Linked DNA regions of Anser cygnoides: region 2 is linked to region 1. Evidence: chromatin contacts called from public Hi-C data. All regions are on one chromosome and are shown on one strand. The core of a region is the stretch at or near the end of the contact, and the rest is flanking DNA. Distances in the headings are between cores, read along the strand shown. Region 1 holds the start of RPS6KA3 (ribosomal protein S6 kinase A3). Region 2 overlaps MAP7D2 (MAP7 domain containing 2).

What was found. Hi-C and Micro-C count contacts between places; a contact is called where the count stands out from the background.
Region 2: a Hi-C map of liver shows a contact between it and region 1, with 9 times the contacts expected there. The contact joins the enhancer-like site here to the promoter of RPS6KA3 in region 1. A contact is called at or near these places in 2 of 7 Hi-C or Micro-C datasets (both in liver).

Annotation. Positions count from the first base shown.
Region 1 is chr1:128,370,726-128,375,561 of Taihu_goose_T2T_genome, forward strand. It overlaps RPS6KA3 (ribosomal protein S6 kinase A3), which reads left to right and starts at 3,165. Exons shown (of 22, transcript XM_048066771.2): 1 at 3,165-3,479. The coding sequence starts at 3,408.
Region 2 is chr1:128,510,345-128,515,521 of Taihu_goose_T2T_genome, forward strand. All of the region lies in intron 1 of MAP7D2 (MAP7 domain containing 2), which reads left to right. Among named protein-coding and RNA genes, the nearest start is that of MAP7D2, 29 kb to the left of the region's middle. Within about 2 kb of position 3,472, at least 2 of the 3 cell types and tissues checked have open chromatin away from gene starts, as enhancers often do. A contact at or near this core is called in liver, where this site is marked.

The sequences.
Region 1 (4,836 bases), core at 1,915-4,414:
CCTTTCAATATGGTGTGATTTTAGATTTGCTAGAATTAATATTAAAAAAAATGGTGCAGCTTGTGAAGCTCACCTAATTCATATGTTGACAGGTTAACAAGATTTTATACAACACTGTAATTTCAGTGCCATATGCTACTTCTTCCTGATGAATGTGATCACTTTTTTTCTGGTGCAATGCATGTACAACATCTGTGTAGATGCAAAATTATTGCAACCACTTATGCAAAGGTGAAACCAACCCTTGCTGAGTCTGGTGACAGAGTTAATAGCAGTGACTACATTCAAGTGGTGATAGCTGCGCTTAGAGGAAATGAAGGTAAAAGGAAAGGTCTGCTGCCATGGGTGAAACAAAGATCTTGCTTTGGCCTGAGACAAAAGGAATGAAACATAGGAGCTGCTGTCTTAAAGCAAAATATCTTCAGTATCTTATCTCTCACTGTGAGGACAATCCAACTCCGAGCGTAGCAGGATCTGAAAGACGGAATGCCCTACATCTCCCAGAGATTAACTGGTATGTTTCTCTTCCCCATGGAGAAAATTTCAAGATAATTTTCTTGCCCTGAAGTCTGTTCTTGCAAGGTAGCTCCTATTAAAATCCAAATGCAACTTCTTCCCTTATAAAATTTAAATGTGTGGTGTGATAATACTCAAACCCCTGAACAATGAAATGGCATACTTCTGCCTACCCTCTGCACTTCTGTGCCTGAGAAAAGGTCAGATTTCTACTGTTTGCAGTCCTCTTATATGCTAGTGCATAAGATCTTTGCCCTTGTTTTTCTGGATTCGTTGACTGCATACACGGAAAGACAGAAAATGATCAACATATAAAATTTAGAGTAACACCTGAAATGTAATACCTAATCTCCTTCTAAAAAGAGTTTCAAATTCAAACAAGTAATTCAGAACAGGTACCTATGGCAGGAAAGGAATAGACAAATACGAAAGGAAAAGCGGAGATCATAGAAACTTTAATATAAAGGAAAAAAATCTCCATATAAAGAGGGATTGCTTGAACTATGTTAAACAAAAGTTTTGTTAATATCTTTTTCTATTTTGGTTGCCACCTTCCAGGTGACCAGATTCTTTTCTCTAACAGCACGTCTCAGATGTATGTACCTGACTGTGTAGTTGACGCAGGTACAAAATAATGTGAGTAAAGTGAGTTATGCCTCTGAAGGAACAGAAATTGTATTTCCAGAAGGATGTACGGAAACTTTTTTCTTCATGGAGTTTTACACGAACTCAAAGATAAAAGTCCTGATCTGTGTGTCAAATGCAACATATGGCTGCTGAAAATATGATGTACAGCATTTATATGATATGATGTACAGCATGTATGGGATATGATTCTATTCAATGTTCCAGCAGCCAGTTTGAGACTAAAGTGACCTGGTGCTAATGAAACTACGGAAAAAAAAAAAAAAAAAAAGAAAAAAGAAAAAGTCAGTCCTTGCTATTAAGCTAAGCTTGGAGGCTGCCAAGCACTACTTAATTGTCTGATTTTCAGTTACCTTGCTTTAAATTTCAAACAAACAACTGGCCAGAGTTTTACAAATTGCCCGTGTTTTTGAATGAAGCCGTCCTGAATTCTCTTCAACCTTTAACTCAAATTTCAATAGGGTTGTGTTGTAAGTTTTTTTTGTTTGTTTTGGTTTTATTTGTTTTGGGGTTGGTTTTAGTTGTTTTGTTGTTGTTTTGCTGTGGTGGTGGTTTTGTTTGTTTTGTGTGTTTGTTTTGTTGCTTGAGGACAGCAGAGAAGATAAAAACAGTAGAATTAGATTTTTACCTAGATCTACTCCCCGGTCTAACTCACCACGTGGCAGCACAAGTAATTGCACCACTTCAAAAGGGAGGGTGATGCAAGTGAACAGGCAGTGAGCAAGGGGAGGGCACAGCTGCTTCTCCTGGCAGTAGCGAAGGCTTAAAGGGATCGTTCAACTATGACCTTTTACTCCAGACATGAAAGTCTCTCAGCTGAAGTCTGATTCACCATGAGCAACTCCCCATCTACTCCTTTGTACCTCTTTGTAGATAGATATTTACGCTTACATGAATACAAAGTGGGATGAAAAAAATGCTACCCAGCAGAAACGGAAGTAGCCTGCGTTCACCACAATGACGTGTGCGTGGACAGGACATGCATTTGTGCACACACAAACAAACTGATTTTTAACTACCAGCACTCCAGCCACGCCACACACACACACCAGAAAAAGGAAAAAAAAAAAAAAAAAAGTAAAGAAGTAGCCCTCTCAAACATTGTTCTGAAAACTCTGGCTTTGATAACAAGATGTTTGACATCAGTACCCATCTTCAGTTGCTGGTCTAATGTTTCAAGGATTCTTCTGCGTCAGCCAAACTATCTGATGTTGCAAAAGGATGGGTGTTTATTACAGCGCTTAACATCTTAAGAGAACCGTATAAGACTGCATACATTTCTGAATCTCAGTATGCGTTTAAGTCAACTGTTTGTGTACTAGCTAGCAGCTGAGGATAAAAAGGAGTAAAATAAGCACTCCTTTCAGAACCTGTGGGGCTTTTTGACAGCTTTATCTTCACGTCTCATGGCCTGCAGAAATATGACTTACCTGCTTTGAGGTAACTCTTACTCACACAGCCCAACCGCCGCTTCAACGGCATTGATTTAAAAGCAGATTTCTGCATCTTAATTCCTTTCCCTCTTTGCCTAATGGTATTCTGCACAGCCCCACATCTCCCTCGCTTGCCTCCAGCTTCTCCATCCACTCTTCTGTTTACACAAACAAACTTTTAGTCTGTCCCGCGACACACACACGTATCCCAACTCATTTGCCTGAGCAGCGCCAGCCCTCGGCTGGGCTTTCTGACCGCCCTGGAAGTTACGGCTCGGCTTTAACCGCACTTAGCGGCGGGGAGGGCACAACCCTACGGGGCTGCTGCCTACAGAGGCAGGGCACAACCGAGCAGCGAGGCACGGACCTCGGGGAGCCGCAGCCCGGGTGCCTAACGGGTGGGGGACCGGCGGGGACCCCGGGACCGACCCGGGCCTCCTGCAGGGCCCGGCAGCGCCCCGCCGCCGCCTTTCCCCCGGCACCTGAGGGCCGGCGGGTGCCGCCCCGCGGCGGGGCGCGCAGGCGCCGCTGGGCGGGCAGGTAGGGGCCGGGCGCCATGTTGTGAGCGGAAGCCGTGCCCGAGCGGCTGGGCCGGGGGGAGGGCGGAAGCGCGGCCCCGCCTGGCGGCGGGGAGGGACGGAGGGACAGCGGCTGCGGGCACCGCTCGCCGCCGGAGCCGCCGCCGCCGCCGCTACCGAGCCGCCGCCGACGGAGCGAGAGCCGGCCGGGGCGTCCCGCGCCCTGCCGTAGGGCTCGCCGCCCCCGGCCCGGGAGGAAGCGGAGCGCGGAGGCTGCGGGAGCGGCGCGGGGAAGATGCCCCTGGCTCAGCTGGCGGACCCCTGGCAGAAGATGGCTGTGGACAGCGCGGCCGAGAGCGGCGCGGAGGTACGGGGCGGGGGAAGGGGGGGCTGCGAGGGGGTCGAGGCGGGGGGGAAGTTGCGGGAGGGGCCGGGAGCCGGCCCGCGCTGCCCCCCTCCGGGGCTCGGGGCGCGCTCGGCGGCACCGGGCTGCTCCCGGCCCGCGCCCTCCCCTTCCGCCCCCTGCCCCGGCGGGGAGCGACCTGCGGCCGGCCCCGGCCCTTTTGTTCCACCGCAGGGGCTGGGAACGGCCCTAGGGGGTCGAGGGGGGCCGGGGTCTGCCCTCCCCCGGGGCCGGGGTGGTCGCCGCGGTTTGGCGAGCGAGCGGGATCCGTGCGCTCGGCGGCGGGTGCGGGGAGCGTCCCCGGCAGGCAGCGCCGTGCGGTTTCCTGCCGCTGCCCTGCCTCGCCGTGCGCTCCTGCCCTTGTTAGGCAGTGTGTGCTCGCCTCCTGCCCCGGGATCATGTGAGCCTGGAGACGGGATGCGCTCCGTCCGGGGCCGGGGGTGCCCGCGGTTCGTTTCGCTTCTTTGTGCGGTCTATGACCGTATCGGTCTGGAGCCGCGATAGCTGTGCTTGCTCTGCGATCCCCCGGTAGTCCGCGGTGCGTGTGTGCCGGTTGACCAGGCTCCCACCTGAAAGGAAATAGCCTCCTCTGACAGTGCAGCTTCCACCTGAATCTGCTCCAGCTGACACGCAGCCAGTCCGCTTCAAATGATGCCGAGCGTGAGCCCTATGGACTCAGGCCAGCCCAGAGCAGTTAGTCGCAAGGTTAGGACTTATTCCTTAGGTGAGCGGGGTAAAGAGGGAGGCCGATGTAAAGTTTCCACGGTATCGGAGGCATTTGTCCTTTTGGTGTTTGTCTTCCTTCTGCTCCAAGTGACTGCATCTCTGGGAGTCGAAAGAATCTGCAGTTCTCATCTGACAGCCCGAGCCGTCCTTTAAGTTGTTGCCAGTTGCTGTAGCTGCCCTCACGGAGTTCTGAAGCGGTTAGGTGATTGCTCCTTTTTAAGGGAGAGCAGCTACAGCAGTAGCATGGTGCTCGGGGGGAAGGTGGTAGGAGAGGTGAAAAGGAGAAAGCTTGCTTAGGTGAAGGGTTTGGAGGAAAGATCTTTGCTGTTACTTCAGACATCCATACTTACTACCTGTGTTTGATGTAATTAATAATGGTAGACTATATATGCCAGAAAGACAGCAAAATACATTGCTCTGTTTGAAATGTATGTACACGCATGATCAATTACACTTATTTGATATACTTCAGACATGATTTGTTCTTAAACTGCTGCCATGAACTTCTTGAGAAAAGTGTATTACCTCTTCCTAAATACATAAACACTTAAAAAAAATATCGACACGTGTCTACAGTAGTTTATAAGACACCTAA
Region 2 (5,177 bases), core at 2,222-4,721, 140 kb after region 1:
TTTTTTCCTAAATCTTACTGCACATTTTTAATCCTGAAAATCAGTTTAACATGGTCTAAACAAAACACACATGCAAAAATGTAAGGACTAATCCAATCTTTGTTTGTTCATATAATAAACACTTCCAACTGATCTCTTTGCCAGCAAGAAATGTAATCTTGAAATAACGATGTATTCACTGTGTAAAGTGTTGTGTATTTTTGTTTAAAAAGACAGTACTAACAGAGCTCTGTGCACTGATCTTCCTGTAGAAGTTAGCTTTGCATAAACTACAGTAGTAGACCTATTAATTTTTACTATACCCTTAAAAGATGGAAAGTGCTTAGAAAAAGTCTGGATCTTCTTCCAGTGAGAGGAAGGAAACTCAGTTTCTTACGTTAGCTGGCAGATGTCTTTGTCAGAGTCATTTTGAGAGTGAAATTGAATGACCTATTTACCTATATTTTTAATATTTCTGAAGGGGGGGAGATATCTCTTCAAATAGTGTTCAATAGTTCACTTTGCTCTATTTCCAAAAAGCCCTACAGAATATTTTCTGAAAATAACTTCTGGAATTAGCTGTGGTAGTGCAGTTTAAAAGAATGATTTTACTTTCGTGCTGTTGATCGCAGCTGCACCATGCAAGATACTGTCTTCTATCTGTCTAGATATAGATAGTATTAATAATCAAAAGCTGTTGGCACAGCAGGCAAATTAGTTATTTGTTTTCATCTTGAAAACTTCCTTTTTTCAAGCTGAAATTTGAGAGTTTTCCTCCTGGGTCTACTTTTTATCAATTTCAGAACTCGTTGCAGTTGTGCTATATGTATGTATGGGTTCTTATTTATCTCCTTATTTATTTTAAATTATGTGGATCTTCTTCAAGGGGGCTTTAGTAAACTCTTCACCTTGGTCCTTTGGAGTCACAGGATTTAATATGCAAATAGCCCTGACCTTGTTGAACTTACCTATGGATTACAGGCAGTAGGAGTCTCCCCTTCAGCAAGTGTGCTTTTCAGATGCCCTTCCTTCTAAGACTTTTTTTAAGGTCTCAAAACAAAAATGCTTCCATTGCAGCACTCAAAACCTAGTGACTCTAGTTGTCACTGTAGCCATTGGTCTGAGGACAGGTTCATTAGCAGTACATCCTACAATTAGGAAGAAGAAGAAAGGTTAATACGAGGTCGGGGGAACAAACATTGCTTTGGTGTAGGTATCAACCTCCTTCTTTTCCCCGAAGCCTAATTTAACTTCTAACTAAGCCTTCTTTTAACTCCTTCTGACTTCACTCGTTGGGCAGGAGGTGACTGCTGGCTTCTCCAGGAGAGGGTTATGGACCAGAGCATCTTTTCCTCCCTCTCTCTGAGCAGCTGATGGCCCTCTGTGCAGTTAGCGCATGGGTGGTTTGGTGGCTTCTGGTTGTCTGTGCACCAGCAGTTGTTTCTGTACATTAAATGAACCATTTATTGTGAGCATCTTTTATGTATAAAGTATTTGGCCTAGCATGATCATAGGCTTGGGTAGTGAGGCATGTGTGGTTTTTTAGGACTAAAACAGAAGAGTTGCCACTGCCAGCTTTGAACACTTTATTTTTTTTTTTTTGTTGTTAAATGCACTTAACACTTTATAAGCCTCCCTGTAAATGACATGGTTACAGTGCACGAGTAGTGCTGTCCATATGCAGCTGCAGCAGCCCCTGGGCTGCAGATAACCAGCCACACAGGATTGAGCACTTTGGTGGTTCTTCCACATGAAACAAATTAGTAATGTCTTCCAGGCTGCTCAGGACAGCCAGCAGCTCTGGGTGGCTTTGCTGATGGCGAGGAATACAGGGTGAGTTGTGGAGGGTTGTTGAGCAGTTACAGCTTACATTTACTCAATATTTCAACTTAAAACGTACCAAAAACCAAATAATCAAAAACCCAAATAAACAAAAAACCTACCGGTATGGCATTAGTCCCTTCACTCTACTAGAGATGTCTTTTAAGGGGGCAGTGTCCTGTGTAAACCCTCTCAATAAACGAGTTCACTGGTGAAACAGAAGGAGCAGGTGGATACAGGGTAATTTCAGTGTTTGCCCAAAGCTTCTCATGCTGTCCAGTAGATCTTTTACTACACAGATAAGTGCTTGGACCTTGGCTGCTGTGGAGGCTACTGAGGTCATTAAATAGTGTGTTTTAGGTTTTGCCTCCTTTGGATTAGCCCTTTCTGTTGCTCTTTCTGTTGCTCTGTGTCTGTGCAGTTTGTAAACAGGGCAAATTTTTAATTAAGGGTTCCAAGTAATACATAATATTTCTAGCAATTCTTTATCGTTTGTAATTTGGTTGATATTGCATAATTCATGCAAGATTATTTCAAACAACTCTATCTCAACTCTCTCTCAAAAAACTCGCCTTCTGTTATACCTGTATATCATATGATATACCCATATGATCATATGATATAGTCACTTTGGGTTATAGAGGTAGAACATAGCATTTTTTCCCCAGCAGTAGGACATGTTTTTGTATATATGGTTGATCCTAAATAACTTTATAGCAAACCAAAAGAAAGGTGATGAAAAGACGTCCTGATTTGAATCTATGAATGTATAGAAATTGATTGCCTGCTCGAAGAAGAAAAAATCCACTGATAATTTTGTGGTATTTCTATAATTGTGTTGTGCAGTTGTGCTTGTCAGGCTGCTGGACTGACGGTTTGTGCCTGCAGTATTGCTGAGAGGATGATTTTTTTTGTGGAAACTTGTTCAATTTTGTAGGATCCTGTGTAGGAATTCTGTATCGACATAGCTGACAATGTTGGAACGGGAAAAGTTGTGCATCTGTCTCTGCTCGGTAGCTGTAATGTGACCTCTTGGTAGCCTGTGCAAGGTGGACAGTCTGGTTGTCTCAGTAGAAACCTCAGAGAGATATTAACATAGATAAGGAATGAAATGTAAATAGATATTAAGTTACAGAATGACTGGAGAGGAAGTTTTATTGGTACAAGTGTCATAATAACTGAAGGACTCCATAAAACTAGACTTTTCTGTCCTACTGGTTTGGTGGCATAAAAAGGAAAATAATCGACTAGGAAAGAAACTTAGTTTGAGACTTAGTGTTGAGATTGAGGTGGGGGAAGATGATGACACAGCAAGGTGTTTTAATCCTTAAAACAGGATTATTTTGCGATCTTCTTGGTGCAAAGTGGATTCTGAGCTTTTGACTTCAAACACCTACACTGTGGTGCCAGATAAAGCTATGTTTGTTTTATTTGCAGGGTCAGCCAGGTTGAATTTCCTGCCAAGAAATTTTTTTAGTAAAACCAAAATCGTGATGACACAGAAGAGAAGGGAGAGGGAGGAACAATGAACCAGGGAAAATTGCAAAGGAAATTTTAAATAGAAAATACCTCTTAATCCACATAGAGACTCATCATAGACTTACAGAGAAAAATCTAATAAATTGAGCTAACTAGTGTTTGTCTTCCAAAATGTACAATTACATTGTACTGTAAGTAGATCCTCTAATTGCTAACTCACCATTCAAGTTCTTCCAAAATCAATTAGAACAAAGTATCACTTGCCAAGCATACGTGACCTTTAATTTCTCCTATTCACCATGCATTTATCTTTATTGAAGAGCTTTGTTTTATTTCAAAACACATCCGTACCATGTGCTACTAGGCTAATCTGTATACAAAAAGAAAAAAAAAAAGAAATACGACTGCACGATTACCATGTATTTAGTGTGGCATCTCCCACAGGAAAAAAATGAGTGTGAATTCACCAATCACTTTTCAGTCTTAGTACATTTATGCCACTGTTTACTTGTACAAGTATATTCCTTTTAGAGCTTATTTTATTTGGCACAAAACATTTAAGCTCATCTGTTATCATCCAGTTTTTAGCAGACAGTGCTGTTTTGATCAAGTGCAAGCACTAGCAGTTTCTCATTCTGCATTTTATAAATAAGCAAAAAAATTTCCAGTGGAAGTTCTTCCATTATTGTTGGTCAGTTTATGTTGGCAATTTAATAGCTTGATACTGGATTAAACGTCTTTCAAAGTGCTCATTTCATACGTTGCCCCCTGCCTTCCTTTAAACCTGCCAGTTTCAGTGTGGCAGGCAAATAGGTAGGTGCTCTGAAAATCAGTACAGAGTAATGTCAGGCAGTTGTTTTCCTGGAATATTTAAATTGTTATATTTCACAGCTCTTTTTGGCTAATGGAAGTCCTCTCTTTTTTTTTCCCACCACCTTTATTCTATATATTACTAAGAAAATAATGTGCAGAAGAGGTACCGATATTCTTCTGAAATTTTGTTATATAACAAGAACATAAAGGTTTCTGTGTTTATTGTTTTTAGCAACTTGCATAACTTATGATAGATTTTCTTAAGTTGTCATGGGTGTTCTTTTCTTCCAAGGTTATCCTGTGTGAGTAGCTGGGACCTTGGAGGCAGAAGACCCTCAGTGGCATAGTGTCCTCGTTCGCTGAATGTGCTCTGTTTCTCAGGGCATGCAAAGGAATAAGGACTTTGATTTGGGTTTTAAGTGTCTGGCTTCAGTTTCAAGATTTCGGTTGTCACCCATCTGTCTGTCCAATCCTCTGTCCTGTCATCAGTATTCATACAGAAATAATAAAGAATGGCATTTGAATGAAATGCCAGCAATGAATTCTGGATTCAGTGTATGTGTGTTCATCTTTGCACATAATTTAATCACTTTTTGTTAAGTCACTTTCTGCAGATAGCTTTCATTCCTGTTTAATCCTTTAGTGTTTCACAGCTTTTTAAATCCTGTTGAATGTTCCAAATTCTTACCCTGAAATAAAACTTCCTCTTTTTAAGACTTGAAAACTCTGTGGAAGCACAATCCGCTCATCTCTCTTGTGTAGGAAAGTTTTGTTGTGGTAAAATATCTTACTTATTCTGCAGGTTAAGAGCTCATGTATAATGTGTCTAGTGTTCTGAATTTACGTAAACAGATAAGAAGATTTGCAGCGGAAACTCAGTGAATAATCCTCTGAGAAATAACAGATTAAAGGAAGATTTATCTTTTGGAGTGGTAACAAGGTAGTCTTAATATTTTTAACACTATTTCAAGTGCAAAAATTCCAATGAAATTAATATTTAAGAAAATAGGTTCGCGTAATTTTTTCACCTTTATTTGTGTTAGTGACTCTGTCTATGTACTGTCTCTTGTCCTTGAAAAATATTC